Regions from separate parts of the Ovis aries genome. Here all the other regions are linked to region 2. A link is a contact called in public Hi-C data. All regions are on one chromosome and are shown on one strand. Each heading gives the region's core, a stretch centred on a gene start, on an enhancer-like site or on the middle of the called end of the contact. The rest is flanking DNA. Distances are from core to core; before and after follow the strand shown. Region 1 holds the start of UBAC1 (UBA domain containing 1). Region 2 holds the start of TMEM250 (transmembrane protein 250). Region 3 holds the start of DNLZ (DNL-type zinc finger).

Region 1 (3,703 bases), core at 101-2,600, 130 kb before region 2:
TTTGCACTGGGCAAGCAGTGAGCCTCGCGCTAATAGCCTGGACGCTCAGGGGGCTCCCAGCCTTCCCGCTGAGCGCTGTCGTGGCGGTTTTTAGTGAAATCACCCATCACTGCATCAGAAACAGAAACGGCCAAAACATCGCTGCCCAAGTGTGCGAGCCCACATCCCCCTCCTCCCTGACGTGAGACCAAGACGCTATTCACATCCAGGGTTTTCCGGAAGGGGACTCTGGCAACCAGAATGCTCTCCGGCCTGCTTGCAACAATTACACAACTCCACAGAACCAGACTCCCAAAAGGACCCGACAGCATTTTGCGGGAGTCACTAAACAATAGCTGCAAGTCTGTCCTTGGAGACCACACTAAAAGAAAGAGCCAGGGCTAGACTCTTGGTGGGCCCAGAACAAACGTGCGAGTCACTGGCATACAGGCACACTTTTTTTGTGAAATGAGCAGTAAGAGGCTGTGGCCTCCTTTGTCCTAAATTCTGACATGGAGATACTAGATCGTGCAAAGGATAGAGTTTCCTGAGGCAGCCTGAGTCACACGGACAGATGTCTTGGCCTGCCTTACAGAGTCGAGCAGCTTAAAGAGACAGACAAAGACTAGAACTCTGAGGAACCTACAAGGGGTGCTTCACGTGAACAAACTTTAGAAAACGGCCCTCTCCCCGACCTGCCCGTGTAATCCACGTAAAGGCCGAGGACAGCAAGGGGTGCATGGACCAGTTCGGCCAAGCCACACTATTTTAAGTGATTCCAGCCACGGTGAGGGGGTGCGGGGGCGCACCAGTGGCCAGAGCCAGGCGCCGGCCCCCATGCCAGCCCCAGGAAACGGCTCCAAGCAGCCGGCTCTGCAAGGTCAGGGGAAGGCGCTTCTCCCAGCGGGTCTCTCTCTACCTTCGTGGGCACTAACTCCCAGCTCCGGGAACCTCGCCGCGACAGCAAGCGCGGATGGATGGATTCTGGAACCGCAGGAGGCCCCGTTCCGGCGGCGACTTGGCCTCTCCCAGCCCGCGTCCCCGATGCGCCCCGGCCCCCCAGGCTGTCTTGAGGGAAGCTGGACCAGAAGGTAGAGGATAAAGCGCCCGGTCCGGAGCCCCACGGTCCAGTGGGCGGCGGGAGAAAGAGGGAAGCCTGGAGCCGCGGCCGGCCTTACGTGCTTGAGGCAGCGCTCCTTGAGCTTCTCCACCGAGGTGTCCTCGGTCGCCTCCTCCAGCCACTCGGCGCCGTCGAACGCGCAGACGTGCAGCCGCAGCACCTTGCCCGCAAAGATCTTCTCCTCCTGCACGAACATCTCGCCGCCGCCGCCTTCGCCCGGGCCTGGGGCCTGCGCCCGCCGCCCGGTCCCTGAAGGTCACCGGGGCGGGCGGGCCGGGGGCGGGGCCAGGCCGCCCGCGCGCTCCCTCGCTGGCCGCCGCCGCCCCGCCCCCGGCTCTCCCGTCGGCAGGCCGCCCGCCACTCGCCCCACTGCCCGCCCGCCCGAGCAGTCGCCCTCGCCCCGCCGCTGAGCCACCGGGGGCGCGCTGTCGCCGCCGCGCCGGAAGTGCGTCACAGGGCATGACCCGGAGCACGCCGGGAGATGTAGTTTTCCTGCGGCTGCCTCGCCGTCCCCGTCGCCGCCGCGCCAGAAGTGCGTCACTGGTCGCTCCCCGAGCACGCCGGGAGTTGTAGTTCTCGGGGCCGCTTCCTTCGTCCAGCACCTGCCCGCGCTGTGCTAGCCGGGGCCGCCGGCCACGCGGGAGCCGTGCATTTGCGAGTCTGTTTTGCGATGGGTCTCAGTGTAAAATGCACACTGAATCTTAAACAGCTGGCAGGAAAAGAGCACGAAAAATACCTCAACAATGTTTATATATTGACAGTGAGTTGGTGAAAGTCGCTCAGTCGTGTCCAACTCCTTGCGACCCCATGGACTATAGGGTCCATGGAATTCTCCAGGCCAGAATACTGGAGTGGGCAGCCTTTCCCTTCTCCAGGGGATCTTCCCAGCCCAGGGATGGAACTCAGGTCTCCCGCATCGCAGGAGGATTCTTTACCAGCTGAGCCACCGGGGAAGCGCTGTGTGCTGACTGCGTGTTGGAATAGAATGGGCTATATAAAATATGTTGGCACTGCTTATTTTTACTTTTTAAAGCTGTGGCTGCTAGATTTTAGGTTGTCTATGTGGCTGCTGTTGTGTTCTTTGGACTGCATTGCACTAAAGCAGAGTCTCTCTGCGTGTGGTTCCCAGACCAGCAGCACCTGGGAGCTTGTTAGAAGTGCACTTTCTCCTGCCCTGCCCCTATGCCCCCGTCAGGGACTCTGGGGTGGGGCCCAGCACTCAGGCTGCGCAGCCATAGAGGTGCCTTCAGACGGTGCGTGAGCACCGCAGGGAAGAAACATGACCCGCAGACTCAGCACACTCATTTCTGTGGGGGTAACGGATATCAGTATCCACTCTGCAGTTCAGGCTAGACCTGGAGCAAGTGACTGACCTGCACTCTCGCATCTCATCCATTCAAGGACCTTTGCTGAGCAGAGATGAATCCAACACCGTCCCTTTTCTCGGAGGCTGGTGATCTAAATGGGGAGGTGGTCCCGGCATGTCTCCCGTTTAATACACAGGTTCTGTTCCCCTGTGATCATTCTGCTCGTGTGTGAATTCCTTTTATTCAGTTTAGCATTTACCGATAGCCTCCATGAGCCAGACCCTTCTCTGGGGTCTGGTCAGGACTAGGGCTTGAGACCAAACTATCGCCCTGGGAACGGGCTTTCTCACGCAGGAACTGCCAGTGTCATCTATTGTGCAAACATGGCCTCACGAGACAGGAGACAGCGGGGGGCGGGGGGGGCAGCAGGGCTTGGGGTTAGCCCCAGGGGAGCTTATGGGACACGGCGGCATCAGGGGGCTGAGGAGGCAAAGTGGGGGACACCGGGATGGGCTGCCCGGGAAGCATGCTGGAAGGGAAGGGCCTGGCGGCGAGTGGCTGGGGCGGCACATGGATCCAGGTCAGAAGAAGCCCCCCTGAAGCATCTGGTCTTTGTCATGAGTCCCTGGGAAGCTGCGGTGCAGATGCTAGTCTCTGAATGGCAGGAGGACAGACGAGGCCTGGAGGCAGGAGAAAGTCCAAAGCTCCCGCATGCTGGCAGAGGAGGGGCTGGGGGCTCTGAACCGGGGCGGGAAGACAGAGGCAGGAGGAGGTGAGGTGAGCCTTTGATCGGGGGGTGAGGCGGTGAGGGGGGTTAGCTGTGAGCCAGAACAGAATGAAGAATGACAGGATCGCTTCCAGTTGGGTGACAGGGTGCACAGCCAAGGGCTCCCCTGGGGCTCAGTCGTTAAAGAGCCCGCCCGCCGATGCAGGGGACGTAAGAGGCGTGGGTTTGATCCCTGGGCCGGGAAGATGCCCTGGAGGCGGAAAATGGCTATGCATTCCAGTCTTCTTGCCTGGAACATCCCATAGACAGAGGAGCCTGGCGGGCTACAGTCCATGCGGTCGCAAAGAGTTGGACATGACTGAGAAATTGAGCAGCAGCAGCTGCAGGGCCCGGCTGCACACCCACCTGGAGGGGGCCAAGCAGGGGGCAGAGCTCAGCCCTGCACATGCTGACCCAGAGGTGCAAGGGGCCTCCAGGTGCAGGTGGCCAGGGGCAGTCGAGTGTGTGGAACTGGAGTCAGGGACAGCTGTCATTGTGGGGGTGGGGACTGAGACTGTGGTGCCGCCCGCC
Region 2 (3,319 bases), core at 536-3,035:
CAGCCTAGGGCTGCCAGGAGACGGAGACTGGAGAGCCACTGAGTTATCGTTTTCAAAAGGCTGAGGACACTCCGAAGGGACCCACAATCACGTGGGAAGCAAAATTCCATCAGTGACACCAGGAAGAAGGGTCAGGACAGAGGGCGCAGACCCCCCACCCCCCACCCCCCAGTGCAGTCAATGCTAAAAGGACAGAAAGGGCCAAGAGAAACCCCGGCTAATCTCCCCCTCCCCAGAGGCTTGGAGAGTCCCCTGCAGTGGACTCAGCCCGGCTTTTAACTGGGATGCCCAAGGCTGCCTTCACTTCTGTGGCTGCTTTATCCAGGGAGAATAAGCCCCTGGGTGGCAACCAGCACAGGACAGGAAGAGGGAGAGAGTGCCCACTGAGCTGACTGGGTCACTCTCTTTAGCAACTTGACAGGCCAAGTGCTGGGGATCAGGCAGCTGGCGCAGGGTTCTGGGCTCCCCCGACGGCGCCTGAACCCCGGTGCTGTCCTTCACCAGGAGGGTAACCTTAGGCAGGTCACCTCACCCTCTGAGAGACTATTCCTGCTCTGCACCATGGGGATGCCAGCAGCACTGGGCTTCCAGGGGTGCTGAAGGAAGCAAGCATTACTGGGCAAAGGCTGCCCATGCCTGGCAGAGGAGGAGATGGGAGCCCAGGGCTGCCCAGTGGTGTCATCGCAGGTCATGGGACTGGACCACCGGAGAGGAGAAAATACCAAGTGGCCCTCTGGCTTTGCCTAGCAACTGCCGTTTATAGCTGTGCCTGGGTCGTGGATGGAAAACAGAACTGGAAGTACAGGATGCGTAAAATCGGAGCGGCAAAGTTGACGACAGGCCCAGGAGAGGCGCTGCCTAGGGCATCGGCCTCCCGTCACGTGGCGTGCAGCCTGGGGGCCTGCAGAGGGGCTGGTGCTTGCTAGCTCTCACTCTGGCCGCCCACGTGCTGCTGTGGCCAGAGCGAGAGGAAAGGGGAGGCCGGCCGCGTCCACCCTTCCCTGCTCATAGGCCCAGCCCTGCCCGCAGGCTGCGGCCAGAACCAGGTCTGACAGCATCTGATGGCACTTAGACATTGGTGCTCCTGCGGGGTCGCAGCCAGGGGTGGGCTGCTAGCCATCCTCCCGTTGCCCACCTCGCCGCGGGCAAAGGGTCTGCGCCACGGGCTTCCAGGTGGGGGGCCGGGGCGACACCCACGCGCTCCCCCAACCCCCGCCCGCTCAGTGCTAGGCCCTCGACCCCCAGAGGCAGGGCCAACCCGTGGCGCCCCTGGGAGCCGCCCCCGCCCCGCCCCGCCCCGCCCGGGCACCCCCGCCTGCTCACCGGCTGCCCTCTCCGCGCCGGCGTCCCGAGCCGCGCGGCCCCCTGTCCCTCGGGACTCCAGGAGCAGGGCGGCCGCATGGTGCCGACGGCGCAGCCCGGACCCTCAAGCGTCCCGGCCCGGGGCCGCCCCGAAGGGACAGGGTCTCCCGCGCCCGGCGGCCGGCGGCGTTTGGCCCAGCGTGGGAGCCGTAGCGCCGTCCCTCTGCGGCCACCGTAGGACTTTCCTCACACACACACCCCCCCACCCACCCTCCGCCCGCGCCGAAACGGACAGCGCCTCCCTTCCCCCTTTTCGGCGTAGACCCGGAGCGCCCGGAACTCGGCGCTTGCCCTCCGAGCGTAAGTGCGTGCGTGCGTGCGTACGCGCCCGGCGCGCGGCCCGTGACGTACCCCCGGACAACACCGCCCCAGGTACCCGGTCGGCGCCTCGGCCCGTCCTGCGCAGGCGCAGATAGAGGATCTGCCCAACGGCGTCCCCACCGCCTCCAGGCAGCTCCTCTGCGCATGCGCCTCTGTGCCCCAGGCTGTGGGCAGTACGCAGGCGCGCGCGCTTGGCTCAGTGATGGTCCTGCGGTCTGTAAAGACGCCTGAATCGTGGTGCTGCTGGTGTTGGCCCCGGCCCTGCGTGTCTGCCGTCCGGCGAGTCTGGAGCGGATTGGGGACACCACCCAAGGTCCCCAAATGTAGGGAGTCAGGACGGACTGGTTGACACCACCCGCAGATGTCAAGATCCCATGTAGGGATCCACAGAGCCCTGGGAGAGAGGATGTCGGTGTAGACGTGTTTAAGTATTTTAATCCGGTCGAGGTCAGGATAGGGGAAACTTAACGCTCCTTGGATGTAATTGGCAAGTTCCACCTACCTGAGTTCTGTCGGGTATGGAGAATCTGTCTCCACACGTGGAAGAAGCTCGTTGCACCCCCAGTGCCTGGGGTCCTGGACTTGGTCGTTGTTTTTCCCATCGGTTGCTCTAGTAGAGGCTAGTTCCTCGGGCATCCTTTACAGAAGACAGTTGGGTGTTCACCTCCCCTTGGCTGACGCCCCAGGGCTGGAGCCCCTACCTGCCAGCACCAGGCGTGCACGTCCTGACCCCAACCAGCCCTCGCCCCGCCCTGTCCTAGGGGTGGAGCACGGTGCTTGGGGACACGCGTGGTGGTTCTATCCCTGTAGCTGCCGCTCCGCTGGTGAGGAGAGTCTGACCGCGTCATGATGGAGAGGGGAGGAAGGGGCCCAGATCAGGTCAGGGGGCCGCAGGAGAGGATGGGAGAGAAGAAGGGTATTGTAAGAAGGGATTCTTAAACTGCATCTTCTCTGTGGCTGGGCCTCTGCAGCTGATCCCTGCTTTGTACCCTAACCGAGGGTGCTGGTTTTCTTCCCCAGATCTGGGTCCAGCCCTGTCCCTTGAAGACGCCCTACCCAGGCCCCCTCCTCAGCCCTGTGAGGAGGCCCCAGTGCTCCCGTCCCTGTCCCTTCGCACTAGCTTTTTCTGTCCCTCTGCCTCTCCTCCACCCAGTGAGCTCCTAGTCACCCTTTAAAACCCCAGTCACTGTGCCCACCTCCAGGAGACTGCCTCCAACTGTGTGCCATCCCTTCCCTGGCCGCCCCCGCCTTGGTGGGAGTTAGTGGTTCTGACTAATCTCAACCATACCCTTTCTCCACCTCAGAAGCTCAAAGATCGGTTGATGGATCGGCCTCTCCCACTGGCTCAGTTTCCTTACCACAGGCCGCACGGTAAGATAGATGTCTGTCTACACCGTGATCTAGTCCGTACATGCACACGATTAAACAACTCCAGAAGCTTCACAGACTGCACTTCTCCTGACCACATGCTCTGCTATGTTCTGTTGTTTCATTCAGTAGACAGGCTGGAAGCCACCATATCTGCAGCCTGACCACCGCCAGTTCCAGAGCCACAAGGACGAAGATGAGGCTGTGTCCTCGGGGCCAGCTCAGTGGCAGGGCAGGGGGAGACCCCAGGCGTGTGCTGCGATTTTTT
Region 3 (3,206 bases), core at 245-2,744, 200 kb after region 2:
CTGCCTCCACGAGGGGGCGTGGCTGACGCTGCAGGACCAGAGCCCCCAACCACACTAGCTCACACCTGCCCCAGCCTCAGAGAGGACAGAAAGGTGCATGCTAGGACCCGGGCCCCATAGCAGATACTTGGGAAGGAGCGCCTTGTAGGCTGAAGGAAGGAACCACAAAGCAAAAGGTAAGCTGTCAACACAGTCTGATCCCTCCTGTTGGGGACGGGGTGGGGGGTGGCTGACATGTCACCAGGTCCTGCTGCCCCTGAGGCTAGTACTGAGAGCAGAGGCCAGGCAGTGAAGCAGGACCAAGGGCGGATGGCCTAGGGCAGAAAATCGCATACTTGGGGCATACTTCCACCAAAAAGTTATCATGGTTCATCTGAATTCCAAGTTCAACGATGCATTTCTTGACAAGAAAGCTGGGCTATAGAGATAGGCTCTGCAATCTTCATTAGAAGGGCGGTGCCCCAGGGACGGTGGGTGGGGCCGCAGACTCAGGAGGGACCAGGCTAGCCCTGGGATACAGGCCTCTGTCCTCAGCCCTGCCCAGGCAGGCCTCACCTCTTCCCATCCAGGTCCGAGAACCAGCCCAGGTTGTCGGCGATGATGTGATGGTTCTGGCAGCCGGGGCAGGTCACAATGACCACACCCTGGTGATAAGCGAGCTTGGAGATGCGCTTCGAGGACCTGGTCCCACAGACCTTGGGGAGACCCCAAAGTGAGGCCCTCCACACGGCCCCGCCCCCCCAGGACGGATAGCCCCGCCCCTCCAGGACGGATAGCCCCGCCCTCCCAGGACGGATAGCCCCGCCCCTCCCAGGACGGATAGCCCCGCCCCTCCCAGGACGGATAGCCCCGCCCCTCCCAGGACGGAGAGCCCCGCCCCTCCCGGAAGGCTTAGCTCCACCTCCGGAAGGATCTGTCACCCGTGATAGCCCCACCTCTCCCGGAAGGCCCCGCCCCAGCCTGGCCCCACCTCCGGAGGGATCCGCCCCCACTGGTAGTCGCACCCTCCTGGAAGGCCCCGCCCCAGCTTAGCCCTACCTCCGGAAGGATCCGCCCCCACTGGTAGCCCCACCTCTTCGCGCGTCCCCGCCCTCTCCCAGATGGATCCACCCTCGAATGATAGCCCCACCCCTTCACGGAGGTCCCGCCCCTGTGGATGGCCCCGCCCTCCCCCGCCGTTCCGCAGCACCGTCGCGCGCCAGATGCGGACCCGGGCCCCTCCCCGCCGGCACCGCCCCCGCCACGGGCCCACCTTGCAGGTGTAGACAAGCTGGTAGTGCGCCGGCCCGGGTCCCGGCTCGGAGCTCAAGCGCCGCCAGCCCCACCCCCACGCCCGCCTTGTCCTCGCGGCCTGCAGGCGGACCCGGAGACCCCATAGCCACCTCGGGCCGGGCCCGCGGGGCCGCGCGCGGCTCAACAGTATCGGCACGTGGCTCAGCGCCGCCCGCAGCATGCCGCCCTCCGGTCGCCCCGCCCCGCTGCCATCTTGGAAGCGGGCAGCGGCGGAAGCGACCCTCCCCGGCTTCCGGCGCCAGTGGGCGGGCAGTGCTCTGCTGCCCCCTGGCGGGCGGCGGGGAGCTCTGCTGCCCCCTGGCGACCGGCGGCGCGTGCTGGACCGAGACCACTGGGGGCGGCCATGTCCGGACCGCGGTAGTTTATTGACAAAGTTGCACTTTAAGGTGCCCACACAGAACCCTCCCGTGCTCGCCGACGAAGAGGCGGCCTGGGGGCGGGGGGGGCGGCGCGCCCCGCTCCCGCGACGGGGAGGGCTGGACGGTGGGCCGGCTAGGCGCCCTCGGTGTCGGTGTTGTCGCTGCCCGTGGTGTTCTCTCCGTCCGCCTCCCCCTGCCGCGCGCCGAGCTGCATCTTCCGGAGGGCCCGCTTCCTGCGGGAGACCCAGACAGCGCAGGCGGGCGGGGGCTCGCACGAGGCCCCCGCCCGCAGCCCCACCCACCGCCCGCGCGGGCCCACCTGCGGTAGTTCTCGAAGCTCTCCTTGAGGCGCCGCCGGCCCTTCTCCTTCTCTGGGGGCTCCCGGCCGTTCAGTCCTGCGTCCTGGAGGAGGGGCGAGGCTCGGACTCCGGCCGGCGCCCCTGTGGGCCCCACTCCCGGCCCCGGGGCTGCGCACTGGGGACCAGGTCGGCGGGGTGCGCTGTCCCTCTTTTCAGATGACATGACAGGCCCAGGGACAGGCCCGGGGACCCTCGGCGCCAGGCCAGGGTTCCTTCCACTACAGTGTCTGGGGTGACCCCTTTTGTTGTCAGGCTCAGTGCAGTGGACAGGGAGGCCGAGTTCCACTCACTTAACGCTGAGCCCTGTCCAGAAGACTGGACTGCTCCCTGCCCGGCTTTGTCTACAAATGGAGGAGTCTCAGCTTCACTTCACTTTCCAAACACCCACCACACCCCAGGAGCCCATGGGCAGAGTCTGGGCTCAGGCCCCGGACATCCAGGTGGAGGAATCACTCTCAGGGGTCCAGGCTGAGAACCTCCCCAGGGGCCTCCCAGGGACCCCAGGCAGCCTTACTTCTGGGGTCAGCGATAGCTGTTCCTCCTGTGGAGCCACAGACGGCTGCTCCGGGCTCTCCCCGATGGCCAGGCTGCCTGGAAGGGAGAGTGCCTGTCCGTCCTGCCCAGCTGCCAGGTACCTCTTACCTCCTCAGCCTGGGCCAGCCCTGTGCCACCTCCTGGGTCCTTACTTGGACCTGCCAGGATTCCCGTTGTGTAGGTACGGGGACTCAAGTTCACTTCTCACCCCCCGAGTAGACGGCTCAGGTGCCCTGGGAGCAGGGGCTGAGGTCCTAGGGCTCCCGCCATATCTGGAAGGGCCCAAGGCTCAGGACCCTCAGAAAAAATGCTCTGATGGGCTGGCCACAGTGGGGGCCGGGTATGGATCCCAGGTCTCAGGGACATGGTGGGAGCAGCCCAGGCCCAGGTCTTCCCCTGAAGCTCACACCTTTCCCTCCTCCTTGGCCTCCGACCCAGCCTGCCCCACCTCCTGCAAGGGGCCATGCCAGCCCAGGGTTGGGGCTCCCAGGCTGGCTGGCCAGCGGCCTTCACTGCCCACTCGTGGCCTGTGGGTTCTTCCTGCCCATCCCCACGTGGGGGCTCGGTGGCTTCAAGCTTGCGTCTTTGGGCGGCAGCGGAGAGACCAAGTCTTCACTTCTCCATTTGCTGCCTCCTCTTCCTCTTTCGTTGCCCCCCAGCA

What was found. A called contact is a pair of places that touch in the nucleus more often than the background predicts.
Region 1: a contact with region 2 is called in a Hi-C map of hypothalamus, with 6 times the contacts expected there. The contact joins the promoter of UBAC1 here to the promoter of TMEM250 in region 2. A contact is called at or near these places in 9 of 16 Hi-C or Micro-C datasets (blood, hypothalamus, liver and 5 more).
Region 3: a contact with region 2 is called in a Hi-C map of liver, with 2.8 times the contacts expected there. The contact joins the promoter of DNLZ here to the promoter of TMEM250 in region 2. A contact is called at or near these places in 2 of 16 Hi-C or Micro-C datasets (liver and tail adipose tissue).

The regions. Positions count from the first base shown.
Region 1 is chr3:3,449,834-3,453,536 of ARS-UI_Ramb_v3.0, reverse strand. UBAC1 (UBA domain containing 1) reads right to left here and starts at 1,350. Exons shown (of 10, transcript XM_004005569.5): 1 at 1,158-1,350. The coding sequence starts at 1,295.
Region 2 is chr3:3,317,891-3,321,209 of ARS-UI_Ramb_v3.0, reverse strand. It overlaps TMEM250 (transmembrane protein 250), which reads right to left and starts at 1,785. Exons shown (of 2, transcript XM_012160626.4): 1 at 1,714-1,785. It also overlaps LOC105607253.
Region 3 is chr3:3,114,847-3,118,052 of ARS-UI_Ramb_v3.0, reverse strand. It overlaps DNLZ (DNL-type zinc finger), which reads right to left and starts at 1,494. Exons shown (of 3, transcript XM_015093830.3): 1 at 1,253-1,494; 2 at 556-695. The coding sequence starts at 1,453. It also overlaps a transcript of LOC101116303 not described here.